4 separate regions of the Mus musculus genome follow, and regions 1, 2 and 3 are each linked to region 4. The links are chromatin contacts, called in public Hi-C and promoter capture Hi-C maps. All regions are on one chromosome and are shown on one strand. Each heading gives the region's core, a stretch centred on a gene start, on an enhancer-like site or on the middle of the called end of the contact. The rest is flanking DNA. Distances are from core to core; before and after follow the strand shown.

Evidence for each region. Promoter capture Hi-C pulls out the DNA fragments that hold promoters and counts their contacts. A called contact is a pair of places that touch in the nucleus more often than the background predicts.
Region 1: a promoter capture Hi-C map of liver shows a contact between it and region 4, with 5 times the contacts expected there. The contact joins the promoter of Abhd4 here to the promoter of Mettl3 in region 4. A contact is called at or near these places in 4 of 39 promoter capture datasets (hippocampal neurons, liver and maxillary cranial neural crest) and 1 of 9 other capture datasets (pancreatic islet).
Region 2: a Hi-C map of B cells shows a contact between it and region 4, with 6 read pairs. The contact joins the promoter of Osgep here to the promoter of Mettl3 in region 4. A contact is called at or near these places in 2 of 39 promoter capture datasets (cranial neural crest and hippocampal neurons), 1 of 484 Hi-C or Micro-C datasets (B cells), 1 of 115 datasets of contacts at active chromatin or transcription factors (microglia) and 1 of 9 other capture datasets (pancreatic islet).
Region 3: a Hi-C map of B cells shows a contact between it and region 4, with 5 read pairs. The contact joins the promoter of Rnase6 here to the promoter of Mettl3 in region 4. A contact is called at or near these places in 1 of 39 promoter capture datasets (pre-B cells) and 1 of 484 Hi-C or Micro-C datasets (B cells).

Annotation. Positions count from the first base shown.
Region 1 is chr14:54,255,946-54,263,819 of GRCm38.p6, forward strand. Abhd4 (abhydrolase domain containing 4) reads left to right here and starts at 3,338. Exons shown (of 7, transcript NM_134076.3): 1 at 3,338-3,374; 2 at 5,681-5,769; 3 at 6,706-7,078; 4 at 7,224-7,378. The coding sequence starts at 3,352.
Region 2 is chr14:50,920,034-50,927,432 of GRCm38.p6, forward strand. It overlaps Osgep (O-sialoglycoprotein endopeptidase), which reads right to left and starts at 4,860. Exons shown (of 11, transcript NM_133676.2): 1 at 4,631-4,860; 2 at 1-16. The coding sequence starts at 4,745. It overlaps Apex1 (apurinic/apyrimidinic endonuclease 1), which reads left to right and starts at 4,916. Exons shown (of 5, transcript NM_009687.2): 1 at 4,916-4,996; 2 at 5,180-5,291; 3 at 5,484-5,671; 4 at 6,128-6,320; 5 at 6,423-7,155. The coding sequence starts at 5,237. The coding sequence ends at 6,940. It overlaps Pip4p1 (phosphatidylinositol-4,5-bisphosphate 4-phosphatase 1), which reads right to left. Exons shown (of 7, transcript NM_001033271.5): 7 at 7,182-7,399. RefSeq lists a promoter at 4,636-5,108.
Region 3 is chr14:51,126,608-51,133,393 of GRCm38.p6, forward strand. It overlaps Rnase6 (ribonuclease, RNase A family, 6), which reads left to right and starts at 2,430. Exons shown (of 2, transcript NM_030098.3): 1 at 2,430-2,557; 2 at 3,541-5,580. The coding sequence starts at 3,546. The coding sequence ends at 4,007.
Region 4 is chr14:52,300,767-52,307,867 of GRCm38.p6, forward strand. Mettl3 (methyltransferase like 3) reads right to left here and starts at 4,358. Exons shown (of 11, transcript NM_019721.2): 1 at 4,122-4,358. The coding sequence starts at 4,221.

The DNA.
Region 1 (7,874 bases), core at 2,088-4,587, 2.0 Mb after region 4:
CATGGAAATAACAATACCTGAATCACAGCACTGTTTTCGTTGGGGTTAAATGAAATAATGTCAAACATTAAGCAGCAAAGTCCAGAGCCCATGATAAATGCCCAGAAGATGTTTGCACTTGCTAACAATTATTCATTCTGACATGAACGACCTCTGTTTCTCCAAATAATTAAAACTCGGCCATACTGCAAAGCTCCAATACTTTGGGCATGCAAAAGATGATGCTAGCACTGTAAATCTGATGACTGGCAAAGACACATTGGGTTTTAAGTCAAATCAGAAGTCAGAGAAGACCTTAGAGGCTTCATTACTAAGGTGCTCCACAATATAAGATATGGGAGAGTAGAGGGGGCATACTCTGTGATTCTTCCATTCTTTCTCCTAAGAAATTATATTATCAGCCCGGCAGTAGTGGTGCACGCCTTTAATCCCAGCACTTGGGAGGCAGAGGCAGGTGAATTCCTGAGTTGGAGGCCAGCCTGGTCTACAGAGTGAGTTCCAGGACAGCCAGGGCTACACAGATAAACCCTGTCTCAAAAAAAAAAAACAAAAACAAAACAAAACCAGAAAAAAAATAAAAAAAAGTACAGTACTTTATGTACTCTTTTTGTATCAAATCATGTATGTTTTAAAAGATATGTTTTTAAGATAGGATATATTCTTCCATATGTGTCTTGACTTCAAGATAAGAAGGGGAGAATACATTTTTCTCTCCAGAGGCCTGTCTAGAGTAGGTACCAAGAGTTCATTTCATTGTATATAATTCTAGAAGATCTACTCAATCCTGAGTTATATCAATTCTGGGAATACCTTAGGATAACTTTTGTTATAAAGAACATTTTCCATATACTTGAAATTCTTCCTTCTAAACAACTATGCTAACGCTTATTTGGAACATGTGGAGACAGAATACTAATGCTCTCTGCATATATGTTCTAGAATCTAAAGTCCTAATACCAGTCGCACCTGATCAGCCTTTCCCAAAAGGACCCACATTTTATAGGTTATCAGATTATGGGAGCTTTTGTTGTCCTAGAACTTAGTACTTCATTCTGTCAGCTACTTAGTACTTAGTACCCTCAGAATTTAGTACTTCATTCTTAGCACTTAATGCTTCATTCTGTCAGCCAGGCATGCTTACTAGCCTGCTTGTCCATGCATTCACCAAGTGCCAAGCACATACCTTGCTGTGGGCAGGGAGCAAAGCAGGGTGCTAAACAGACAAGACTCCCCCCTGAAACTTAATTTCTGGAGGAGGGGCAAATGAGTATGGATTATGCAAGAGCCTTTTAAAATGGTGTTCTGAGGAAAATAAACTAAAGTCATGTGGTGCCCTGATGATGGGGGTCTCTTTTAGAAGGAGGGAAGTTTGAACTAAGTTCTGACTACATAGTTGCCAGCTCTCCAAAACCAGCCTGGGGAGTCTGTGGGGGGGGACCACCAAAAAAGATGACTTCCTTTCTTTTTATCATTGGATTCTTTGTGTAACATAATGTTTGGCTTTGGACATAAGATACATCATTGTTAAAGTACATATGCTAAATCTTCTTTGAATTGCCTTAGTGAATTCTCACAAGCCACACACTCCAGAAGCAGCAGCAGCCAGACAAAATGACTTGCCCAAGATCAGGAAATAAATGACAAAGCTAAGAACTTGAACTTAACCCAGACTTCTGGCCATGGGTTCTATTTGTTTAACTAGTGTGTCTTCTGGAACACCAGCACCTTCAATGCAAAAAAAAAAAAAAAAAAAAAAAAAAAGCAGCTTTCTAGCCTCAAACCAAACTAACTGAATTAGATTCTGAGGATGGCAATCAGGAGGCTGCGTTGTTATCAAGCCTACCCAATGACTGTGTATAGTGAATTGTGGGACCACTGAGCTTGGCTAAAATCATGGATGGACATTTCTGAAAATTCCAGTTCTCTTCAACTTTAAACCCTTATAATGATCAGTTTAACATTGTGTTTCTGGAAAGAATAAATCTCAGGTTCTCTTCGGTCTTTCAAGAAGACCAAAGAAAAATACTGTAGGACTAGGAACATAGCTCCACTGCTAAAGTGCCTAGCTAGCAAGCAGAAAGCCCTGGGTTCGATCCACAATCCTGAATCAACAAGCCTGGCAGAATACCCTATAATCCCAGCACTCCAGAGATAGAAACAGGAGACTCGGAAGCACAGATCATCCTCAGATACACATCCAATGTGAGGCCAACCCAGGACACATACACCTTGACGTGTGTGTGTGTGTGTGTGTGTGTGTGTGTGTGTGTGTGTAAGAGAGAGAGAGAGAGAGAGAGAGAGAGTCCTCAGTAGATTCTTTCCCCTTAAGTATGATTAAACTACTGCAGTGGATAATCAGAAAGGGAGCGGCTCCAGGGATGCCACACCCCCTTTGCCATTTCAAGTGAATTCTGAAGCCAGCTTCAAGATGTGTCCCGCCTCTCTGCCGAGCCAGCCTGAAATGTGCTCAAAACTTCTGGGTTAAGTCACTTCACATCCCACATCCTTAATCTTATATCCACATACCTAATCACGCCCAGCCTTATGCGTTAGGCCTTTAACTGGCCCTCCTCTGGGAGGTCCACCGAATGGAAGGAAGCAGGATACTGCTACTTTTTCCTTGGAAAGTAGGTTGAGGCAAGACATCCCCAGAACAGAGAAATGCTTATGCTGACAGGTGTCACCCCTCATCTTAGAGCTGTGAATACAGGATGCCCCAAATACTACAGGGAGCCTACTTAGCTTTAAACTTTGCTGTCTAAAATTTAACTAGGCAGCATGCTTTTTGTATTTCTGGAACCGGGAAATCTTGGGTTACAATATCCGAGGCCCTTTTATAGGAAGCACCCTTATGACTCCACGGACATCTAAACCATTTCCATAGGACTACCAAGGCAGATGAAGCGTCTGTGACCTGAGATACAGAGGGAAGCTTGAGAACGTGAGCAAGAGGCAAAGCAGTTCCTTCACTCTTTAATTGAAGGAGGTGTGGAGGCGGGGCTGGTGGCATTCCAGTGAGGAACTTTGAGTTTTAAACTACCTGTCTTCCTGTCTCCCTCACTGTCCCCCAAAGGGATGTGATCCGGATTAAGGAGCCTACTTTTGTGGGACCGTAGTGTTCAGCCTGGACGCAGGCCAGAGGGAGCAAACAGAAGGAAGCACCCAACTGATTGCTGTCCATGTGCTGAGTCGGTTGGTCTGCCAACTTTGCCCGCTAGAACCCCGCTAGCGACCCAGGCCCCGCCTCCGGCCCCGCCCCCTTTGTTATCCGATACTTCCCTGGGTCAGCTGGTTCTGGCGTCGAGCGGAGGGATGGGCTGGCTCAGCTCGACCCGGCAGGGCTTGTTTACTATGGCTGATGATCTGGAGCAGCAGTGAGTTACTCCTGTCCGTTTCTCTTTCTGTCTCTATCTGTCCGGGCCAGGATCCGGGGACTGTCTGTAGTTGCGGACAGCTTCAGACTCCCCGCCTTTCCTTTCAGGTTGGCTTCCAGGGAGGGATGGGTTGCGCTCAGGAGCCCCGGGAGCGCTGAGAGATGAGAAGGCTGCGGAGCTGGGAGAGTGTTGAGGGTTAAGCTTGCGTTCAGCCTGGGGACTCTGACTTTCCACTAGTCTTCGCGATCGCCCCTCTGGTAGCCCAGTTAGATTAGTGGTAAAGCACGAGGAATAAGCTAGCTCTTCCCGATGCGGACGTGGTGCTTGTGGAGACTTGCCCGGAACTAAAGTCGTGGGTGTGAAAAGCCCTTGAAGGACAAGGCATGGGTAGGAGAAGTCTCCACTGCGATGGAATTAGTGTGGAACTGGCTTGCAAATTCCTTTAGCCCTTGGCCGCCTTTACGTTCTGCTTGCAATCCTAGTTGATAGTGTTCTTAATCATAAACACATGCTTACTGCCGTGGTTTCAGAAGTAGGTTTGTTAGATTGGGATGTGGTTACTGCTCGCCCAAGGCCATCAAGTTTGAGATGCCACCTGTGTGATGGTGGTCTAACAGGATCGGGAAAAAGTTGCTTAGAGGAGAATGACTCAGCTCCAAGGGTTTCACAGGAACAGGGCCTTCCCTTGACCTAATATTTGTCCTTTTGGATCTGCAGAACAACGAAATAACTTTGTATCAATAGTAAACAATCGTGTAAGGGACCTAAAAGAACTGCCCAAGAAGAGTATTGCTTTCTAAGAGGAAATTTATGGTGCCTACAGTGACTTGCGGGAAACGGCACTAGAGCCAAAGAAGACTCAGGTCATTCAGCTCCGTTTTACAAATAAAGCAACAGATGCGGATGCCCATAGAAATTCAGAGACTTGCTCAATGTTAAGAGGCTGCTTGCCTCACTCTCCCACCTCAGCTCTCACCTCCCTAATAGCACTGACACACAGTGTGACAGGCACTGTTGCCTTTTCTCTTTCTGGATTGTTTGTACAGAAGAAAGGCCAAGCTGTGCCCATAGCTCCCTGTCCCCCAACCCCCACCCCTTCCAGGCCTGTGTGGACTGCTGCCAGTGTTGCTGTCTCATAGGGAAGCATTTCTCTTGAGCTCTGCTGTCCAGAGTTAGAGATGTGTGGGGTTCGTTCAGGTGTCATGGTCTGACTTGTTATAGCCTACAATGCAAAGAGGAAGTCTCTCTTTTGAGACTGGCCAAGATCTGTGGTCTAGGTATTGGTGCTTCATCCAGCGAGTTCCCATGATACTCAGGGTGCCCATTGTGTATGCTATGAGTAGCTGGGATGGTTCCGCCAAGGATGCCATCATCTTCTCCTGCTCAAACCCACAAGCCCTTGCTGCAACCATCCTCTTACCTTCACCTAGGCAGAGTTCACAAAAAGAGAGAAAGCATGCAAGACAGGAAAGGTAGAACAAGAACTACATTTGTGGCAGGCACCTGTCAAGGTTCACTGTATGTCTGGACCTCAACCCCTTCCGTTCCTCACTTGTGGGTCTATAGTTCAGACCCAGGAGTTCTGTATACTCCAGAGCCAGTGCTTGGCACCTCTGCTCTTCAGTGGCTGAGTCACTGGGTGTGAAAGGGAAAGTAGGATAAGTTACCAGTTTTACTCTAGGACATAGGCAAGTTTTCTCCTAGTTTTACAACCTGAAAAATGGGCCAGAGGCCACCTGTGTCTTTTGGTGACATGAATCTAGATATCTTACCCCTTGGTCCTTGCCTGCCCCAGCTCTAAATTCATCCCTGATGGATGGATTCCCCAATCAGGCACTAACAGCACCCCAAACTTCCAGAAGCATGCATGACAGCAGATGGCATGGGAATTTGTCTGTAATACCCTAAAATAACAGCTAGTTTTGAGAGTGACAAAGAATAATGGAAATATTAGTGAAAGTCTCTCCCTCTCCCTCTGTAATCTCCTTGAACATAGATTAAAATAACCAGCAACAAAGAGGAGTTGTAAAGCTCCAGGAAGGTAATAAATACAAAAGAGTCAAGTTTTGTGTTCATGGTATCTGCTATCTGTTAAGGGCCATTGTTCTTAATAGCCATTTGCCTAAGGAAAGAGTAACAGTGTATCTATCGGACTGCTTAGGCATTGCTGATATTGAAGACCATGAAGGGCAGGCCTCCTGAAGTTGGGAGACACCTTGTACCCTGATAACTCTAGGAGCTATCAGCAAGGCTGGGAACAGTGGCTTCTTTCCAGTGTTGTCAGTAAGTACCTTTGTGTCTTGTAGGCCTCAGGGCTGGCTGAGTAGCTGGCTCCCCACTTGGCGCCCCACTTCCATGTCTCAACTGAAGAATGTGGAAGCCAGGATCCTCCAGTGTAAGTAGAAGGGACAGTTTGCTCCTCCCCTTTAAAAGGCCTGGAAAGGATACAGGATCTTCCCCAACCTGGGTCCACTGAGCCCCCTGATTCCTCATTAGGAGAGTATGGGTTAGAGGAAAGAAAATCATTGGCTTGCAGGGAGGATACAGACAGACAACAAAGTATTCCACGACAGTGGTCCCTCAACGCCCTCGACCTGTCATCACTGGGATGATAACATTCCCAGTTCCCCATGCTACAGGAACAGCTGGGGAACTTAGAGCTAAGGAACGGACAAGGTCAGTGGATGGAGATTACTAAAGACCTCAAGACGGGGAGTTTCTTCTGAGTGAACTCAGCAAGATTCTTGCTGAAGAAAAGTCAAGGACTTAACACAAAAAAATAGAAGTTGGTTCACTGGATCAGATCTAAAGATGGGGGAACAGGGCACACCACGTGACAGTTCTTGCTAACCTGACTTAGGGTTCTGTCTAAGGCCGGGCTAAGGAGGCCGAAGATGGATGAGGCTGTTTTAGTTCACTTTCTGTTCCTGAGATTAAAATATTGACCAAATCAAACTCGGGGAGGAAATGTTTATTTGGCTTACAGGTTACAATCCATCATGAAGTTTAGAAGCCAAGGCAGTAACCTAGAGGCAAGACCTGAAGCAGAGACCATAGAGCAATGTGGCTTCCTGGCTTGCTTCCCATGGCTTCCTCAGCATGTCTTCTTTTATCATTATTATTATTATCATCATCATTATTACCCTTTTCTTCTGAGACAGGGTCTTTCTATGTGGCCCTCGTTGTCCTGGAACTCACTGTGGAGACTAGGAGGGCTTCCTAAAATGATCTCTTTAAGAGGAGAGAAAACTGAAGAGTGTATTCTAGGCAAAATGTCTGTGCTCTCAGGAAGCATTCTTGATGCTTTACCCAGGAATTCTTCCCTTCCCAGGTCTCCAGAACAAGTTCCTGGCCCGTTATGTATCCCTCCCAAACCAGAACAAGATCTGGACGGTGACTGTGAGCCCAGAACAAAAGGATCGCACCCCTCTGGTGATGGTACATGGCTTTGGGGGCGGTGTGGGCCTCTGGATCCTCAACATGGATTCACTGAGTGCCCGCCGCACACTTCATACCTTTGATCTGCTTGGTTTTGGGCGAAGCTCAAGGCCAACATTCCCAAGGGACCCAGAAGGAGCTGAAGATGAGTTTGTGGCCTCAATAGAGACATGGCGGGAGACCATGGGAATCCCCACCATGATCCTCCTGGGGCACAGTTTGGGAGGATTCCTGGCCACTTCTTACTCTATCAAGTACCCTGAAAGGTAACTTAAGCTACTCTTCTCACTCATGAGCTGACTCTGCCTTCCTACACGTTCCAATATTTATCCCAGTAATGCTCTCATTCCCCAGCAACTGGAAAACTATGCTACCTCCAAGCAAATACAGTGTATCTTCTGTTTAATGTAGAGTTAAACATCTTATCCTGGTGGATCCATGGGGCTTTCCCCTACGACCAACTGACCCTAGTGAGATCCGTGCACCTCCAACCTGGGTCAAGGCTGTGGCATCTGTCCTGGGACGTTCCAATCCACTGGCTGTTCTTCGAGTGGCTGGGCCTTGGGGTGAGTCACCTCCCGATGAAGGACTCTGTCTTTAAGCCAAGGCCATCCAATTCACCACCACTCACCTTGGCGCACCTACCTATCTCTGTCATCCTCACTGGTTCTTAAACACTAGGCCTGCACATAGCATTGTTCCTTAAAACCATTCATCAGAACCATGTCTCTGTATTGGAGGTTTCAGGTGATTGAGATATATATATATATATATATATATTCCCTTCATCTGTATCAGCAGATAGAACCAGAGAAAGGATATATATATATATATTTCCTTCATCTGTATCAGCAGATAGAACCAGAGAAAGGATATATATATTCCCTTCATCTGTATCAGCAGATAGAACCAGAGAAAGGAAGGGACTCTGATGTGCCACTTCTCTGCTACATGAGTGAATTTTGTGTGACAACCTGGTAGAGACTCAGGGCAGTAGCCACCATTGGATCCCTTTCCATGGCTCACCAGCACCACAGCAAGCCGGACTCAGATCCTCAGCTT
Region 2 (7,399 bases), core at 3,610-6,109, 1.4 Mb before region 4:
TCACCTGGAAGGAATCCTAAGGAAAGGCATATAGAACATGAACTACAAGAAGGCAGGTGCTAGGCTGGTGCAAAGGGATCTGTGATATGGGGCTATGAACCTTAAATCACTAATTTTTTTTGTTTTGTTTTGTTTTTTCGAGACACGGTTTCTCTGAATAACCCTGGCTTTCGGGAACTCACTTTGCAGACCAGGCTGGCCTCAAACTCAGAAATCCGCCTGTCTCTGCCTCCTGAGTGCTGGGATTAAAGGCGTGTGCCAATACATTTTTATTCATCAAAATACAAACCACTTTAACACACTTTGCCAACAAACCAGTTAGTTGGGTGGTGGTGGTGCAAAGCTTTAATCCCAGCAAGGCAGAAGCAGGTGGATCTCCATGAGTCTGAGGTTAGCCTGGTCTACAGAGTAGGACAGCCAGGGATTTGTTGACCTTGTTTCAAACAAACTAACAAACACACAAATAAGCCAAAAAGATGAGTTTATTCCTGCAACAAACCAAAGTTTTAACAAACTCTTGGAAAGCATGCTCTGCATACCGCTCACTGTGGGAAAGCATGCTCTCCCTGCATACTGCTTGCGGTGGGAAAGCATGCTCTCTCTGCATACTGCTTGTAGTGGAAATGTTTTCCCTGAGAGAAGTTGTCAAGGTTCTGAAGACACGGTGGTCAGCTGATGAGAGGTCGGGTAAATGTGGTGGATAAAGCAAAGCTCCACTTTGGTCATTCAGATTTGAAGCACTGGTTATGCCACATGCAGTCAGGCATTGCTCTGAATAGGGCTCTTTCTGCTGACTTCAGGAGTTACAGTTTTGGTGCATCTCAATGATCTGCTGGGTACCCTTCTCAGATGCCATGGTTTCTCTGGGATTCAGAAAGCTGTAGTGGGTCAGAGCAGCAGCAGACCACCAGTGACTGGACTGTTTTTGGTGAAAGTCTGGCTTTGGGGCTTCTCAGTCCAGCCACTAAGCTGGCTGTGACTAGTTTTCCTGTACAGTCTACTTGTTGTCATCACAATCTGAGAAATGGTTCATGCATGAGAACTGAAAACAATGGCTGTTCGATTTTCAGTCTGTTTATGAGGCATCAACTTACTGAGGGTTTTTTTGTTTTGTTTCATTTTAACTTTTCAGCTGTTTTCAAATATTCGATAATCACTGATTGGTCCATTCTGACTTCTTTGGTATGTATTTCTTTAGCTGTAAGGTCCGCTTCCACAACTGTTCTCAGTATACAGGTCGTAGCCAACTTCTGATAGCCATTTCAGTGCTCGGTCTGTCTCCTCTGCAAGTTCTTGAACAACCAAGGCTCTGTTTGTTAGCAGTTCCAGGGACCAAATATTAGGTATTGCTGGTGTTCCAAGCTACCCCCACTGCTTTCCCTCCCTCTCTAAACTCAGAGTAAATGACTTGATTCCATTTTTTATTGTTTATCTTGAGACAAGGTCTTATGATGTAGCCCTGGCTGGCCTGGAATTTGCTATACAGACTAGGGTCGCCCCACACTCAGAGATCTGCCTGCTTCTGCCTCCTGGAGTACTGGAATTCCAGGTTTATGCTCCCACACCTGGCTTTAGTCTTACTTTTTGTCTAACATCTTTTCCATAGTATAAGACAAATAAACAGCAAGAAATGTCATTAGCCAAAAATAAATAAAAAAATAAAAGCTCTTCAAAACCTAAATGTGGTAAATGCACATTAAGATGAGATATAATGACACTGAAGGGAAAGAGCCCCAATCTCATTGGCACAGGGGACAACTTCCTGAACAGAACACCAATGGCTCAGGCTCTAAGATCAACAATTGATAAATGGGACCTCATGAAACTGGAAAGATTCTGTTCAGGCAAAAGACACAGTCAATAGGACAAACTGGCAACCTACACAATGGGGAAAAAATTGTCACTAATCCCACTGATATCCGAAATATATAAAGAACTCAAGCTAACCACTAAGAAACCAAATAACCCAATTAAAAAATGGGGTACAGAGCTAAACAGAGAATTCACAACAGAAGAATCTCGAATGGCTGAGAAGCACTTAAAAGAAAAGATCAAAGTTCTTAGTCATCAGGGAAATACAAATCAAAACAACCCTGAGATTCCATCTCACACCAGTCAGAATGGCTAAGATCAAAAATTCAGGTGACAGCAGATGCTGGCGAGGATGTGGAGAAAGAGGAACACTCCTCCATTGTTGGTGGGATTGCAAGCTTGTACAACCACTCTGGAAATCAGTCTGGCGGTTCCTCAGAAAATTGGACATAGTATAGTATAGTACTACTGGAGGATCCCGCAATACCTCTCCTGGGCATATATCCAGAAGATGTCCCAACCGGTAAGAAGGACACATGCTCCACTATGTTCATAGCAGCCTTATTTGTAATGGCCAGAAGATGGAAAGAACCCAGATGCCCCTCAACAGAGGAATGGATACAAAAAATGTGGTACATTTACACAGGGAGTACTACTCAGCTATTAAAAAGAATGAATTTATGAAATTCCTAGGCAAATGGTTGGACCTGGAGGGCATCATCCTGAGTGAGGTAACACAATCACAAAAGAACTCAAATGATATGTACTCACTGATAAGTGGATATTAGCTTAGAAACTTAGTATACCCGATATATAAGATACAATTTGCAAAACACATGAAACTGAAGAAGAATGAAGACCAAAGTGTGGACACTTTGCCCCTTTTTAGAATTGGAAGCAATCACCCATGGAAGGAGTTACAGAGACAAAGTTTGGAGCTGAGACAAAAGGATGGACCATCTAGAGACTGCCATATCCAGGGATCTATCCCATAGACAGTCATCCCAAACGATGACACCATTTCATACACTAGCAAGCGTTTGCTGAAAGGACCCTGATATAGCTGTCTCTTGTGAGACTAGGCCGGGGCCTAGCAAACACATAAGTGGATGCTCACAGTCAGCTCTGGGATGGATCACAGGGCCCCTAATGGAGGAGCTAGAAAAAGTATCCAAGGAGCCAAAGAGATCTGCAACCCTGTAGGTGCAACAACATTATGAACTAACCAGTATCCCGGAGCTCTTGACTCTAGCTGCATATGTATCAAATGATGGCCTAGTCGGCCATCACTAGAAAGAGAGGCCCATTGGACATGCAATCTTTATATGCCCCAGTACAGGGGAACGCCAGGGCCAAAAAGTGGGAATGGTGGGTAGGAGAGTGGGGGGCGGGGGTATGGGGGACTTTTGGGATAGCATTGGAAATGTAATTGAGGAAAATACGTAATAAAAATAATATTAAAAAAAAAGAAGTAAAAAACCAACAAAGACACGTTTTAACGATGTAGAAAAACATACTCTACTTGCCTAGGTTTTAAGACATCCTCTTTTCTTTTTTTTCTAAAGATTTATTTATTTTATGTATGTACACTGTAGCTGTCTTCAGACACACCAGAAGAGGGCATTGGATCCTATTATAGATGGTTGTGAGCCACCATGTGAATGCTGGGAATTGAACTCAGGACCTCTGGAAGAGCAATCAGTGCTCTTAACCACTGAGCCATTTCTCCAGCCCAAGATATTCTCTTTTCAAATCTCTACTTTTGAGACAAGGTCACAACATAGGACAGCCTTAAACTCAGATCCTGTCGCAGTCTCCCAGGTGTCACCATTACAGACTGCACCACACACTCTGTTAGCTTTCCAACCTCTACATAGGCTACTGGGGTTTCAGAGATGGTGCTGGTCCACACACAATGTTCAGGAGCAATCTGAGTTTTACAAACTTCCTACTCTTTGTTAACTTTTCCTGTAATTCCATAGAACCCTATGAAAGGTCATATCGTTGGACTTAACATATGATAACTACAGCACTACAACTGTCAGTAGCTTCCCTTTAACCACACGTATCTCAGCCTCTGTGCTTTAGAGCCTACAAGAGTGAGTCCTAAACACACATATATTTCTACTATGTAACCTGAAACATTTCACCTGCTTAGGGAGCCTTCAGAGGTACATGCAGGTTATATGTGTGTGCAAGTTTTGGGAGAGGGTAGGCAAAATACAACTTGTAACTATATTGAGAGTCGTGCAGTGCCTGGTGCTTTTCACATAACTGTCCAAACCCACTGATACCCATTTCCATTCTAAAAGTACCGAAAAACAGACACCTAAAACAGATCGAAAATACAGGAACTCCTCCAGCTTTCCCTCCTCGTTGTAGATTACTTTTATATTTATCACGGTGCAGTGTAAACCAATCTCTATGTGCATCTACAGCGCTGCCTCGGAACACATATTTTCGGATGCTTAGCTCATTAAAGTTGCTCGATAAAATCAGAATACAACCGGGGGTAGTGGCTCATGCCTTTAATTCCAGCAGTCAAGAGTCTACACAGCAAGTTCCAGGTCAGTAAAGGTTACAAGGAGAGACCCTGTCTCAAAAAAATGCATGAAAAAACCCAAAAACAAAACCTGAACGAACCCACGTGACCTAGCCCCAGGTGTCTGACTCTTCTAGTCAAAAGTTACCAACCAAACGCACAATCAGGGGAGTCTGGAGTGGGGAAGCCTGTAAAATCTGACATAGGCAACAGTGTGGAATATCGGACAGAACAAAACTGGACAAGGAGCCGGGAAGCGCGGCCGCAGCCACTCACCGGTGCCCGGGGCCGTGACGTAAGTGCGCCGCGGGTTCGCCAGCACCGTGCCGTCGCGGACCACGCCCACGCCGATCTTGTTGGCGCTGCCTTCGAACCCCAGCACCGCGGGCATGGTGCCTCACGGCTCCCGGTCGTGAGGCCGAGTGACGAGCTGTAACCGGCACTACCACGAACAACCCAGAACCAAGCGAAGGGACTTTCGGGCGCCAGAAGTTATGTCACGAGGTGCCAGGAGGACCAATCATCGCGCTCCAGAACCACGTGGGGGCGGAGCCCTCGAATCACGTGACCACACCAATCGCCCACGTGGGAACAGGCAGACTCCATTCTTTGTGCCGTGAGGGTCTCTGGCTTCGTTGGGAGGTCAGGTACCTTGTTCTAGCGCGTTTCGCGACCCTGCTCGCTGAAGGGCCTAACGCGGGCGAGGGGCTGCATTGCTCGTGGCGGGCCAGGCCGGAAGAACCGCAGCCCCGGGTGTGCAAACGCCTACGGGAGGCGCCTCGCTGCCTCTCCTTGTGTTTTGATTTCATCGTTTCTTATCTGCAGGCAGCGCAGTAAACACTGCTTCGGTGCTCCAGGAGCCTAAGGGCTTTCGTCACAGCGATGCCAAAGCGGGGAAAGAAAGCGGCGGCCGACGACGGGGAAGAACCCAAGTCGGGTAAGCGTGCCCAACCCCACCCCCCAGGCAAGTTCAGGGCTTTACTAGACCGCCATGAATTACGGTAAATATGGACCAAGTTACGTTGCTGGGTTCCGAGAAGTTTGTGTAATTAGAACGCCTAATGAGGTTAGAGTTAACTCTGGCCTGAGGTTGGAACTGCCAGCTCTTACTACTTTACCCATTTTATAGAGCCAGAGACCAAGAAGAGTAAGGGGGCAGCAAAGAAAACCGAGAAGGAGGCCGCGGGAGAGGGCCCTGTCCTGTACGAGGACCCTCCAGATCAGAAAACCTCACCCAGTGGCAAATCTGCCACACTCAAGATATGCTCCTGGAATGTGGATGGGCTTCGAGCCTGGATTAAAAAGAAAGGTTTGGATGTGAGTACAGTTCAGAATCGGGAAGTAGACCTTTCTTGGTTGACTCGTCTTAAGGACCAATCATCTTGTTTCCTTTGAAACGTTATTTTTCGCGTCTGTAGATGCCCCCCCGGGGGGTTGGTGGAGGGCTCCTAAAAGCCTATATAAACCCCAACAACTCCCTCATTTCATTTTTTAAAAAAACTAGTCTAGACTGTTTGCCCCCCCCCCCCCCGCTTTTGGGTTACTTAGCATATCCTCAATCCCAGTAACTACTTAAGATCCAAATGGGAGCGAGCGTTCTGCAGTTGACAGCACATTGTGCTTCCGAAGGTTCCAGTTAGGTTTCCAGCACCCCAGTCAGGTGACTAACGGACACTCACTCACATACAAGATTTGTTTATATTCTGCTGCTCGAATGCCTTCTGTGTATAGCATGTAGCACATAAAATTTTAATTTTCCACATTTCCATTCAGTGGGTAAAGGAAGAAGCACCAGATATCTTGTGCCTCCAAGAGACCAAGTGCTCGGAGAACAAACTCCCGGCTGAACTGCAAGAGCTGCCTGGACTCACCCATCAGTACTGGTCAGCTCCGTCAGACAAAGAAGGATACAGTGGTGTGGGCCTACTTTCCCGCCAGTGCCCGCTAAAAGTCTCTTATGGCATTGGTGAGACCTTAATGACATTCATGTCTGAATGTTCTTCAGTTAACTCTACTACTTTTTCTTAGACCTTTCTTAAAATTTTTACACTGGTTTTTATTTTTATAGGCGAGGAAGAACATGATCAAGAAGGCCGGGTGATTGTGGCTGAATTTGAGTCCTTTGTCCTGGTAACAGCCTATGTTCCCAATGCAGGCAGGGGTCTGGTAAGACTGGAATACCGACAGCGTTGGGATGAAGCCTTCCGAAAGTTTCTAAAGGACTTGGCTTCCAGAAAGCCTCTTGTGCTATGTGGGGATCTCAATGTGGCTCATGAAGAAATTGACCTCCGTAACCCCAAAGGAAACAAAAAGAATGCTGGCTTTACTCCCCAGGAGCGCCAAGGTTTTGGGGAACTGCTACAAGCTGTACCATTGGCTGACAGCTTCCGGCATCTCTACCCCAACACTGCTTACGCTTACACTTTCTGGACTTACATGATGAATGCCCGCTCTAAGAATGTTGGTTGGCGCCTTGATTACTTTTTGCTTTCCCACTCTCTTTTACCTGCATTGTGTGACAGCAAGATCCGGTCCAAGGCTCTTGGCAGTGACCACTGTCCCATCACCCTTTACCTAGCACTGTGATACCCTCCTGCAGTAGCTTCCTGCCTGGGAGATGGCTCTCTCTGCAGAAGTCTGGTGTTTTAGCCTTCAGGTGTTTGGTTTTGTATGTGCTCCCTCATTTTAAACATTAAACCAAACTTCTGGTTTCCTTTAGACAATCCAAGAGAAATAAAAGGCCCTACTTTCAGCTTGGCTTTCTTTGTCCCTTTGTGAAAACTACATATTCCCTTTTTCATACACAAAAGTTGTTAAGTGGGAAAGGTTAGAGTCATGACATTATTTATTTACAAGCACAGATGAGTCCCTAACCTCTCCCAAGACAGTGACCCTACCTCAGCCCAGTTCAATACTGCAACTGGAAGTAAAATCGGAAGGAGGAATTCAGGGAAGTACAGGATTAGGGGAACATATCCCATATTAAATAGTTATATATATACACATCAGTTCCTATAGTTCTGTACAGAGCAGTGGCTTACCCCA
Region 3 (6,786 bases), core at 1,180-3,679, 1.2 Mb before region 4:
TGGTGCTCAGTTATGAATGGACCACCTATGTCATCCTCTCCAAGGCTCAGAAAACATCAAGAAGGGAGACAAGGTATAACAGCTGGATGATGATGATGGTGGTGGTAGTGGTGGTGGTGATGATGGCAGCCATGTAATGCTGTCTGTCCTACAGACACAATGAGGCCATGACATGCCTGAACTCACAATATCTGTGGCTGCCTGCCAGGAAATGCACAAGACTGAGTCCATTAATATTCAGTTGTAGATACAGGAGAGGCTCATGAGACCTCTCCAAGGAGTTAATTGTAGCTGATGGCTCCAGGAGAAGTCATTATCTTCAGTGATGTACCCATGCTCCAGTTGAAAGGTTTACAGTCATGCCCACAAGACCAGTCCTGTTGAAACCCAGTGGCACACAAAGTACAAACAAAAACTAAACTAAACTAAACTAAACTAAACTAAACTAAACTAAACTAAACTAAACTAAACTAAACTAAACTAAACAATGCAAATATCTGGTGTCAAGGGGAAAGAGCTGGAGTGGGAGGAGGAGAAGAGAAAGGGGCCGGTGAGGGGACTCAGCAGATAAAGGAGCCTGCCATCAGGCCTGATTATCTGAGTTGATTCCTGGAATCCCTACAGTAGAAAGGGAAAACCAGATCTTCCAAATTGTCCTCTGATCGACACACACGCCCCATGACACAAGTTTGTGTGTGTGTGTGTGAGCGGCAGTGTCAAAACATATACACTAAATATATATAAACAAAACCAAAACATATATATAAATTAAATGCATAATTAAAAAGAGAGGAGGCAAGAGTGTGATCAGAGTGGAGTCTGTGTAGGTTTATAGCATTGTCAAAGAAGAAGCTAACCTTAAAAGCTATTTGGGGGTGGGGGGCAGAACATGCCCTTGACAACCCAACCACTACCTGGCTGTGACAATTTCTGCCTGGTGCCACATGGAAGACACCCAGAGGCACAGGTGCCACTAAGATGAGCAAGTGAGTGGTGGAGAAATGGAAAAGAAAGAGAGACATAAGGATGTGTGCTCTATGAAGAGAGAGGGAACTGGAGACTCAAAGGCAGTGAGGAACAGCCTAATGTGAATAGCTTGTGGTCATGATGAGATCCTGGCCTGTGCTCCCACTGAGAACCATGTCTGGGTTCATGGCCCTGCAGAAGGAGGGGTCTGTGTTGATGTCTGTGGCCCATGATATCACCAAAGGCTGTGTGGCTGTCTCTGGTCTAGACTGCCACCTGGGACTAGGCTATGCTAAGCTGATCCTATCCCTCACTTGGGCAGTGTGGGAGAGGGCTCAGGCCTTCATCAGCTGCAGCTCAAATCAGCTCCCTCCCCCACCATATGGAGAAGCACAGTAGAACTGGCCCTGGTTTTAAGGATTGTGGGTGACCTGGGCCCCAAGGGTATGAGTGCAGAAACACTGGCTGTCCTCAGGGGCCATCTGTTGGTGTGGGCGTGGGAGAGATGCCTCCCCTCCCCCGACTGCTAGCCACCTGAAGCAGATAGGAGAGCTGGCCCCACCCCTTGCCAGCTGTAGCATTTGGAGAGCACCCTAAACCTTGCCTGGGCAGTACAGTAGATCTGGCCAAGTTGGTGTGAGCAAAGGAGAGCTATTAGGCTCACCAACTCAGCTACTACCCAGGCCCAGATCCAGGGCTTTGAGTTTGCCCACCCTTACATCTACCCTATCTATGGCAGAGCACATGAAGGGGCAGGTCCTCCAGAACCATAGCTGCAAGATCTCCAGGACTCATGGCAATAACAGGATATCCCAGAGGAGTCCCAGTGAGGATCCAGTATTGATAGTTTAGCAGAAGCCAGAGTCCCCAAACCAGACCAAAGACTCACTGCAATGAACATCTGCAAGTAAAGATGTTTGGACAAAAGGGTCTACTGTGGCACATACTGTTATACACTCTGTGAGATGTTTGTTTTCTTTCCGTGGGGAAGGTGCAAAGGTGGAGTGCGGATACGGAGGGATGAGTGACGAGAGGGATTGGGTGCATGATGTGAAATTCTCAAAAAATCAATTAAAAGTTTTTTTTGTTGTTGTTTTTTTTTTAAAGCTATTTTTAAAGATGCGTATGGGGTAAAGGAACTATATGAATGTAATTGCAGGTGCCCAAAGAGGCCAAAAGCACCAGCTATATATATATATATATATATTTTTTTTTTTTTTTTGTTAAAAAAACCTAAAATCATAGGGCTTCAAAAACGGAAGCTACAGTGAAAAAGGAAGTGCTAAGCCCACAGCAAGTGATCAGGTCCTTAAACCTCTGAGCTTTGAGGCTACTTGGTTTTTGAGTTGAGTTTGTTCTTCCTCTTCGCTGACATTGGAACTGTTAAAGAGCTCACTAGGAGGTGGAGAGTCTTACCCCACTGTACTTCTGCAAAATCTAAGGTTTCTCTTTCATAGGCTTAAAAATAAGCCTTCCTGTGCCCCACCTAGGCAGCTGTGACCGGCTTGAAGAAGAGAAACAAACAAAATATTCTGAGCCTGGGACGGATCATCTGGCCCTGTTCACCATAGGAGCCCAGCACAACCAGCAGGTAAGAGAGGTGCTTCAGGCCCCTGGCCAGGCAGCGGAGTTGTCTGGGAAATGCCAACTGGAGAGGGAAGATAAACATGGACCAAGGGATGACAGGTGGAAGCTGCAGCGGGAGGATGGGGGGTGTTACTGCAGGTATCATACAGGGAAGGGAACCCCACGAAGAGATAAGAGTGAAGATTGGGTACAAATTGACTGGATCGGACTTCTGAGAGTCTAATAACAGGCGGTTTATTCCCAGTGTATTTAAACCCAGTATAATTTGGAAAAAAAAGTTTCCTGGCATAATTCAATCTCTGATGCACAAGGAACTGTAGTAACATTGAAACTCAACTCAGGGTAGTGTCATTTCTTCAAAGAAATAGGTTCTAAAGATAAGCTACCTGTACTAGCTTAAGGGCTTAAAGGTCTGGCCTGGTTTCAGGCATACAGAGAGCATAGAGGTCATTTGGGTCATTAGTCAATTCTGGTCCTTGTTATGGAACCTTGGGGGAGCCTCTGACTGTAAGAGTCATTTATATTAAGAGCAACCTTCAGTCCTGGTTGCAGGAGCTTCATATAGCTGGCCCAACCGATAACACAGGTCACCAGAATGTTAACCACTTCCAGTTGTCAGCTTTCTGGATGGAAGGTCGGGGGTTTTCCTCTTTCCCACTGGAAAGACAATCTTGTGTGCTTAACATTTCTGGTTTCTCTGAAGATCTGTGGATGCACGGGCATTTGTGCTGTGATCCCAACAGGAAGCATTCATGTATGAATTTAGGTCAAAGAGGATGAGAGGTGACAATCAGGCCAGCCTACTCGTCTCTGACCTCCTTATTGGATTTCAAATTTTTCATAGAATTTGAATATGAGACTAGCTTACTTCATTTTTTAGGAGCTATGAAATCATAAAAGGAAGGGGGAAAAATCAAGCTAGTTGTGATAGATACGTTTGCTCTTATTGCTTCTTCTATCACCACAATCTTCCTTTTCCCTACACAGAAAACATGGTGGTAGACCTTCCCAGGTACCTTCCTCTCCTATTGCTGCTTGAGCTGTGGGAGCCGATGTATCTACTTTGCTCTCAGCCTAAGGGTCTCTCCAGGGCACACTGGTTTGAAATTCAGCACGTACAGACAAGTCGTCAACCATGCAACACAGCCATGCGCGGTGTCAACAATTATACCCAACACTGTAAACAGATAAACACCTTTCTGCATGAATCTTTCCAGAATGTGGCTGCTACCTGCAGTTTGCACAATATCACCTGCAAGAACGGTCGGAAGAACTGCCACGAGAGCGCAGAACCTGTCAAGATGACTGACTGCTCACACACTGGAGGAGCCTATCCTAACTGCCGCTATAGTAGTGATAAGCAATACAAGTTCTTCATTGTGGCCTGTGAACACCCAAAGAAGGAAGACCCTCCCTACCAACTAGTGCCTGTGCACTTAGATAAGATTGTGTGAGGCTAGGCCTTTTCTTCTGTTTGATACAGGTTCTCTTACAGTTTATTCCACTTTGCCTTCTGTTCCCACAGAAAAGGGAAGGTGTTGGAAGAATTAAGATGCCTACGCTATCAAAACGGAGCTTAAAAAAAAAGAGTGCATGGGTTATGATGGAGCTCCGTCAATGAGCACTTGCTTAGTGCACAGAGGTCCCTGGGTTCTATCATCATACTACCCCCCACCAAAATAGAAAGAAAGAAGATTATTTTCTGCTCTGGGGTTACCTTTGTTGAAGGAGGAATATAAGAAAAGTATAAAGAAGGACCAAGCCGCTGAACAATTTATCCTGCAATTTTTTGGGTCAAGCTTTATTGTACAATGCTCATAGGCAGAAAAAAATTTCTTTTTTTAATAGAATGAGTGTTATTTTTCTGGGTTGTTTGTTTGTTGTTTTTTGACAGGGTCTGATTTGGTCAGGGTGGGCTCAGCGTCGCTATGTAACCAAGAGTGGTTATCAACTCTTATTAAATCCTGTTATCATCTCTTACACTTCCATTCTTGCTCAGTCCCTAGCTTCCCTACCCTCCTACTGTGTGAGGTTCATGTTCCCAAAGCAGGAAAGGGGGAGGGTCACTGGGGGCCAGGAGGCTGGAGAGATTTTGAGGACTCACAATCATCTTTCACTCCAGCCTAAAGCCACCAGGCAAGCAGCCACCAGCAGGCACCAGGCACATACTGGCTACACACAAGCCACGTGGAGATAGGCATGTTGGGAACAAGCAAAAGAAACTTAGATTCTAAGTATTACTGTTTCATTTTTACACTCCATTTAATCACAGAGAAAAAAGAAATTCATGATCCCAAGCCCTAAGGGAGCTGGGGACTTCCCAATAGACGAGTAGGTCTTACTATAAGGAAACAGTTGTCTGAATCCCAACATCTCAGGGACAACTTGGAAAGGAGTGTAGCCGCCCACAGCTGTACGAACCAGGTTCCCGAAAGGGAGGCTGGGGCTGCATGGGAGAAAATATCCAGAGAAATAACGAGACCAAGACAAAGATAATGATCAAGGCCCAAAGTTTACTTAAGAGTCTGAGCTTATAAAGGGGGAAGGCTCATCCCTGGCCACGCCAGGCTCTTGTTGCTTTGTCACCAGGCTGTTGCTTACTTAGGAATGTCTCAGGTTCAGGTTCAGCCTCTCAGCCAGTGGCTGTGTCTTGGAGAAAACCCGCAGAGGTGGCAGAACAATAGACCTATCTAGGTCAGAAGGCTCCACTCTAGGTGGTCTTGCTCACAGTGGCAGAACAGGTCTGAGCCGGCTGCTCAAGGCTGGGGGAGACTACAGAGGAGCAGTTGTCTGAGTAGAGACAGCTTCTCCATCTTGCTGGAAGGGTTGAACCAGGATCCTGTTTCCAGGCCCAGGAACCTACTCCTAACATGATTGGTGAAAACTCCCTGGCTCACATCCCTTTTACCAAAATATGATTGGAGAGTGCAATACAGCCCACCCTGAAGTTCAGTTCCCAAGTCTGTTCTGTGGCCCTAATCAATCAGTAGCAGCTTGATTGCAATAAAATTTTGTCATTTGCATTGATCTGATGTTTGAGTTATGTTGAATGTAAGTTTACCCCACAACAGACACACAGATCTAAAGGTACAAACAGCCAAGCAAGTAAAGGTGGTGGCTCTAGGCTCAGGCCTCTTACCACAAGGCCATATTTGTAGAGCATGCTGGCTAGTTTTATGTTAATTTGTCTTACACTAGATGCCTTAGTTACTATTCTATGGAAATTCATATAAAGAAAAGCATTTAATGGGGGATTGCTTGCAGTTTCAGAGGTTTAGTCCATTATCATGCTGGGGAACATGGTGGCACGCTGGCAGACATGGTGGCACGCTGGCAGACATGGTGCTGGAGAGGTAGCTGAGAGTTCTACACCCAGATCAGGAAGAGACTCTGGGCTCCTCATGAGCTTTTGAAAACTCAGAGCTCAACCCATAGTGACACACTTCCTCCTATAAGGTCACACATCTTAATCTCGTTCAAATATGCCACTCCCTGGTGACTAAGCATTCACATACAAGAGTCTATGGAGACCATTCTTATTCAAACTACCATACTGCGTTATTTGGGAAGAGGAACCTCAGTTGAGAAAATGTTGCACCAAATTGGCCTGTGGGAAGCTTGTGGAGTATTTTATTTTATTTTATTTTATTTTATTTTATTTTATTTTATTTTATTTTATTTTATTTTATTTTATTTTATTTTATTTTATTTTATTTTATTTTATTTTATTTTGAGACATGTAGTCCTGTCTGCCCTGGAACGTTCTATGTAGAGTGGGCTGGCCTCAAACTCCCAGAGTTCTGTCTGCCTCTGCCTCCTGAGCACTGGGATCATAGGAATGAGCCACTAAACCTGGCTTGAAGTATTTTCTTTCTTTCTTTCTTTCTTTCTTTCTTTCTTTCTTTCTTTCTTTCTTTCTTTCTTTCTTTCTTTCTTTCTTTCTTTCTTTCTTTCTTTCTTTCTTTCTCTCTCTCTCTCTCTCTCTCTCTCTCTCTCTCTCTCTCTCTCTCTTTCTTTCTTTCTTTTTTTTTTTGACTAGACAATGGTTTAGCCCTTTAGTTCTCACTTTATTTACAGCCTTTATAGAAATATGCTTTGGTATGTAGTAGCAGCATTTTTAACCCAAGGGCAAGAGCTTCTGTGGAATCAGATCTAGTATCAGCTCCCTCAAGGTCTGAAAACCTCCCTGGGGAGAAGGAGAAGGCTCATTGCTAGTGTTGCTTTTTTTTTTTT
Region 4 (7,101 bases), core at 3,108-5,607:
AAAGAGTATTTTCAATAATCAAAACTGGGATCTCAGCACTTGGGAGGCAGAGGCAGGTGGATTTCTGAGTTGAGGCCAGCCTGGTCTACAGTGTGAGAGTTCCGGGACAGCCAGGGTTATACAGAGAAACCCTGTCTCAAAAAATGAAAAAAAAAAAAAAAAAAAAAAAAAAACCAAAAAAAAACAAAACAAAAACCCAAACAAACAAAAACCCTGGGATGTGATTATGTTTCCCAGGGATGGATCTGAAATTTTAATGAAACATGGCTATTGGCCATGGAGAATATGCTTCATAAACATAAACACCAGGCCCTTGGAATACTTGGCCAAAGGCCTGATCAGCAAATGATGGTCCCAGCATATTCCCACTATATGATCTTACTCCACCACTGTACACATGAAAAGGTCATGGAAGCACAGTAAAGGTTTGGATGGTTTAAAATAATTGGCCTTAGCTAAAAGTATACAAAGAAATGTAAGTAATAATTGCTACATAGCACACTTACAACAGTGTTAAGAGAAATACTTGCCTTCAGCAGGACTGTGCTGGTGGATATTAGACTCTTGGAATTCAGAGATCCTACAAGTCTAATAAATGTGAACTAAAACAGAGGCATACACTAGGAGCAAATCCTGAACTTTCTTATTGAAGTTATAAATTTGAAGTACCAAAAATTTACTTTCAATGAGCAAATATGCACGATGATAAAAGCCACTGTAACAAGGAAACACGAGCTCTTTTCAAAAAGGAATTCAGATTCTATTAACAAACGTAAGTGTTAAAGTGTTTTCTTGATTCAAAGTATGCCAAGGGGGCTAATGTATAAGTTGTGGAAGCCAGGCCTGTAAGCTTGGGAGGCTAAGGCAGGAAGGATCACAGAAGCTTTGGGCTACAGAGTAATTCATGTCTAAGTCTAGACAGTTTAGCAAACCTTTCTCAAAATAATACATTTAAAAAGGCAGCCGGGCATAGAAGCACATTGCCTTTTAGTCCCAGGCAAGCGGAGGCAGGCAGTTAGCTCTGAGTTTGAGGCCAGCTTGGTGTATATAGTAAGTTCCAGACCAGCCAGAGTTACATGGTGAGACATTTTCCCCTCCCCTTAAAAAAAAAAAAAAAAAAAAAGGATTTTTTTGATAGGGACTATAAAAGTATAGGTGGGGTTTTTTTTTGTTTGTTTTTTGTAGCTCTGGCTGTCCTGGAACTCACTATGTAGTCCAAAAGTCTGCCTCGCTTTGTCTCCCAAGTGCTGGAACTGAAGGCATATACCACCACAACTATCCTATTATTGGTAAGTTGTAAGTCAAATTATATCACTACTTTGTCATGGAGATGCCTGATTTTTTTCACAGGGTCTTACTATTTAGTCCAGGCTGGTCTGGAACCTACTATGTAACCCAGTACAGCCTCAAACTCTGCTGCCTTAGCCTCCTAAGTACTGAGATTACAGGTATGAACTATCATGCCTGGCCTTGTTTGTCTGAGATAGGATCTACTTAGCCCACGCTAACCTAAAAATTTCTAACCTCCTGATGGGGTTATAGGCATGTAATGCCATGCCTAGCTTGTTAGGTAGATTTTGAAATGGTTTTAAGTCATATATTAACCATTTCCCCATTTATACTCAATTATGTGGCCAAGGCTGAAAAGATGGCTCAATGGTTAAAATGCTTGCTGTTCAAACCTGGGGTTTGGTCCCCAGAACATATATGGTGGCTGACAACTATTTGTAATCCAGTTTCATGGGATCCAAAGATTTCTTCTGGCTTTGAAGGGTATTGGGCACACATGTGGGGCACATAATTCCGTGAAGGCAAAACACTTACATAAAAAACAAACAAACATGTGTGCCAAGCACTGTGTAATACAATCCTATTCCTACAAATGTTTATTTTGTTAATCAAAACTCCAGGCAATTCTTTTTTATTGTTGTTGTTTTGTTTTTCAAGACAAGGTTTCTCTGTATAGCCCCAGCCATCCTGAAATTTGCTCTGTAGACCAGGCTAGCCTTTGACTCTGCCTCCTAAGTGCAAACTAAGATTTGTATGTGCGCCACCACCACCCAACATGGCAATTCTTATTATACATTGACTTTGTAGGGTTTTTTTTTTTTTTTTGTCTAGCCCAATTTAATGAGCATACTTTGGGAAAGCTGTCCATGACCAAAACAAATGTTAGTAAATAAGTCTTAAATTCTTGAGTGTTTTCCATGATTTCAAACTTCTAATTAAAGCCAAAGAAACATCCTTTTTGATGTAATCTAGCCGAAATTCTATGTGGAAACATAGACTGCTTTTCAAGCTACAAATATAGTTAAAACTGGTATTTTATAGAAATATGCAATGATACCTAATGCCAAATATGTTTAAACAAACTTTTTGCTATTAGGTTTATTTCAAACAAAACAAAGAATCTATCAACTCAAAACAAGGAATCTAACTGCTGTGCCTGTTACATTTTTTGATTAAAGTGTTACTGTTCTTCATTCCTGGTGTGTTTGAGATAGGGTCTTACTGTGTAGCTCTGGCTATCCTGGAACTCACTATGTACACCATGCTGGCTTCGAACTCTCAAATCTTGGTTTCTAATTATTCCCTTTTCCTATGTTTTGCACTTTGTGTTCCATAATGCCCTATTATCTTTTTTAAATTATGTAATCTGATAAATCTTGTATTGGCTAATGCAGTTTAAAAATCAAGGCCAAATTTAACTGGCAACTCCAGTAGGAAGTCCCCATTAAGCTTGCCCCATTTCTTAGTCATTGTAGCGACTGTGGACCCATTCATTTAGCATCTTACATATATAATACTGTAGCTGTGACACTTTCTTTCTTTTTCTTTTCTTTTTTTTTTTTTGGCTTTGTTGTTTTGTTTTGAGGCAGGGTCTCTCTAGGTAGTTCTGGCTGTCCTGGAACTCACTGTGTATACCAGGCTGGCCTCAAACTCACAGATATCCCTCTTGTTTAAAAAAGTGCTGGGATGGGCTGGTGAGATGGCTCAGTGGGTAAGAGCACCCGACTGCTCTTCCGAAGGTCTGAAGTTCAAATCCCAGCAACCACATGGTGGCTCACAACCATCTGTAACAAGATCTGACTCCCTCTTCTGGAGTGTCTGAGGACAGCTACAGTGTACTTACATATAATAAATAAATAAATCTTTTAAAAAAAAAAGTGCTGGGATTACAGGCATGAGCCACCATGAAGGGTTTTTCTCCCTGCTTTTTCTTCTAATCTTCTTTGATTCTCACATAGATTTTTAAGCTCCTTTAAGGTAACAGCAGTGTCTTCTTTTTGCCGAAACCCATGAGTAGTGTAGATATGCAATAAATGTTCACAAATTACGGTGAGACTGAATTTCACCAAGGTCTGCTGTTGTGAGCTGTGAATACTGCAAAGCACTGACATGCTACCCACACATGTAGTATGGATTCGGTATTCTCGCAGAGCTTTGCAACTGGTTTACCTTAAATAATTGAGCTTGTGCTGGAGAAGGCTATTAGGGTAGTACTCTTTTAAGTGCCTTCAATTTTTCTAACTTTGTCATACAAGGGGGAGGGGGAAAATGTTTAAAGACCAAAATCAAGTGTTTTCAGATTCTTGCTACGTTTGTAAACACTTGCACTACTCATTCATTAAGGTCCTAGTGAGAAGGTCCTAGTGAGGACCCTGTTGTGGCTGCTAAACCGGGCTCTGGGGATAGATATACAGAAGCAATCCTTGCTCCCCGCCCACATGGGAAAGAAAAGACAGTGACAAAGCAAACGTTACAACTAAGGTAAAACAGGCACAGAAGCAACAAAACGGGTTTTGCTGGCTCTCGGAATAAGGTACTGAGAGGCTTCACGGACGCAACATTCTCCTAGACAGGACTGGAATGGGACCCAAGGAGAGGAGTGGACCCATGTTGGTGTGGTGTTACGCTTGAAAAACCGACGCCCGGGAGGAGGCACTGCAAGCTTTCCCGCAGGTGGGCATGCGTTTCAGCTACTCGGGAAAGATGGGGTAACCAACAATCGAGGAGTCCAATAAAGGGCTGCTCCGGAAAGGGCGCAGAGCCCGGGGCTGTCTTCCTCTCCAGGAGTCTCTCGCCCCGCCCAGGCCCGCCCCGACCACCCCGCACCTCACCCAAGTGCCCAGAGTCCTGCTTCCGTCGCCGCTGCAATCTCTCGCGAAGCGAGTCCAGCTGTTTCTTATGGGCCTGGATAGAGCTCCACGTGTCCGACATCCTAGCTCCCAGCGCGGACTCGGCTCGAATCAGGCGCGGCGGACTAGCACCTCCCCAGCCTAGAACTAAGAAACATCTAATTCTCACGAGGACGCCCGAAGGCCAGCCGGATAGAGCCAAGATGAAAAGCCACTTCCGGTTGGCGAACCAGCCGGACGTAATCCTCACGGTAGTTCTCTCTCGTGTTTCCGGGAGCGCTGAGGCTGTGTTTGCCATGTTGGTAGCTGGCAGACCCGCCATGTTGTTTCTTTAAGTCGTTAGTGACAACGCATTTAAAATAGCAGGGCTAGAACAAGTGTGAGTGTTTGACGGGTGGGTGTATGCGTGGAGAGATGGATGGACGGGAAGGAGTGAACAGACTGTTAGTCTGGTTGATTGTATATTCTGGTCCTTGCACATACGGTCAAGCACTGTATCATAGATTTCTGCCCTTAAGGCCCCAGATTTTCTAAGTTAAATATTATCTTCCTTCCTTCCTTCCTTCCTCCCTCCCTCCCTCCCTCCCTCCCTCCCTCCCTCCCTCCCTCCCTCCCTCCCTCCCTCCCTCCTTCTTTCTTTCTTTCTTTCTTTCTTTCTTTCTTTCTTTCTTTCTTTCTTTCTTTCTTTCTTTCTTTCTTTCTATACAAAGTGTGTGAAAGGAGAGTGGAGTTTCACTATGTGGTTCTGCAACTCACAATCCTCCTGCCTCAATATCCGAGTTCTGGGAATTCAGGCATATTCTAAGACAAACATCTTAATTAGGGAACCATCTTTTTCAGCGTGAGGGAGCACTCTTTAAAAATGTTCAGGATGAGTGGAGAGATGTCTCGGCAGGTAAGAGCACTCAGTGCTCTCCCAGAGGTCCTGAGTTCAATTCCCAGCAACCACATGGTTACTCATATCCATCTGTAATTGGGATCCGTTGCCCTTTTCTGGTGTGCCTGAAGACGGCTACAGTGTACTCATATACATATAATAAATTTGTTCTTTTTTTTTTTTTTAAAAGAAAATGTGCAAGAAATGGGGAGGTAGCTCAGTAAAGTGTTTGCTGTGAAAGCATGAGATTCTGAGATTCCCAGAACCCACATAAATTTAAGGCAAAGCTGTGTGGGGTGGCAGACATTGTTTTAGCTTAATTTAGAAAAAGGTTTATTTTTGTGTTTGAATATTTGTATATGTGTGTTTGTACACACACACACACACACACACACACACATACCTGGCTCCCCTGGAGACCAGAAGACGGAGTCATCTTCGTGAACTAGAGTTACAGGCAATTGTGATGTACAATGTGGGTGCTAGGGTTTGAACCTGAGTTCAATTCTGTAATAATAAATTGTGCTCTTTACCACTGAGCCTTATCTCCAGCCCATGACTAGGCAGTTGTTATCTCAGTGTTGGAAAGGCAGAGAACAGTAGATCTCCTGGGCTGGCTATCAAACCTATCCAGAAACAAAAACTAAAGTAAAATTATTTCTATTATTGCACTGAATGGTCTTATGTACAGTAGTTTGATTACAAAAACTAATAAAATAGTCCCTAAATAATGAAAAGTTAAGGGGCTGGAGAGATGACTCAGCAATGAAGAGCACTGTCTGCTCTTCCAGAGGTCCTGAGTTCAATTCCCAGCAACCACATAGTGGTTCACAACCATTTGTAATGGGATCCAATGACTTCCTCTGGTGTGTCTGAAGACAGCTACAGTGTGTACTCAAATAAATAAATAAAAACGGGGGTGGTGGGTGATAGCTAAGTGGCAAATATGTGCATAGTATGCCATAGTATGCCAGAGATCTCCAGGGCAGCAAAGCAGAGTCAGGGTTTACGCGATTGTGAGACGACGTTGCACTCCTCACTTCAGCTTTGCCTCCTGTGCTATGGGGGTTGGGTCCACAGTTGGACCAATGTCTCCCATAATTTATGATCTTATGTGGGATGTATATACTTGCTGTTATTCCTGATAAATGAGCCAATTAGAGCCAGACAGGATCATATTAAAGGCAGGTTTACTGGGAATCTGCTCTTGAGTGAGTTCACTGTCCCCAAGGATTGGGGCCAGGGGGGTGGCCATGGATGGGGATGGGGGAAGAGAAAAAGATAACAAGTTCTCGAACAAGGGGAGAAAAGGAGGAGGAGAGATGGGGAGGGGAAGAAGAGAGCAGGGTCGAGGGGGGGGGAGGGAGAGAGAGAGAGAGAGAGAGAGAGAGAGAGAGCCCGCGCGGGCAAAATGTCTGGATTATAGAGGGAGGAACCTCTGGGGGAAGGGCAGGAAGGGCAGCCTGGCCCCTGGAATGGCAAATTCAAGGTTGTGGGCAGGGTATGCCAGGTAGGGAGGAGGGATGCTGGGAGAACCTGGGGGCCAGGTCTGCTTTGATATGTAAAATATACACCCCAGTCCCTTATTCTGGGACCTAGAAACCAAACACTTCCTATTAATTTTATTTCCCCTTTTGAGTGTGAACTGGCTTCTGCCTAGATTTAGTAAACTAACAGAATGTGGCAAGAGTGGTATTTCCTGAGTTCCAGAACCAAGATTTGCAGCCCATATTTGCTCTCTTGGATCCTGGGTCTTCACGTGTGTTCAGCTGCTATAATGGACAGAACACTTAAAAAGAGGTAAGTATTTAAAGGATTAAAAATGACAAAGAAGCTGGGCAGTGGTGGTGCACGCCTTTGATGCCAGCACTTGCGAGGCAGAGGCAGGTGGATTTCTGAGTTCGAGGCCAGCCTGGTCTACAGAGTGAGTTCCAGGACAGCCAGGGCTACACAGAGAAACCCTGTCTTGAAGAAAAACAAACAAGACAAAGCAAAGAAGGAAGGAAGAAAAAGGGAAAGAAAGAAGAAAGGAAGAAAGATGGATGGATGAATTTGGGTGACATGGGTAGAATTCTCTGAAAGCAA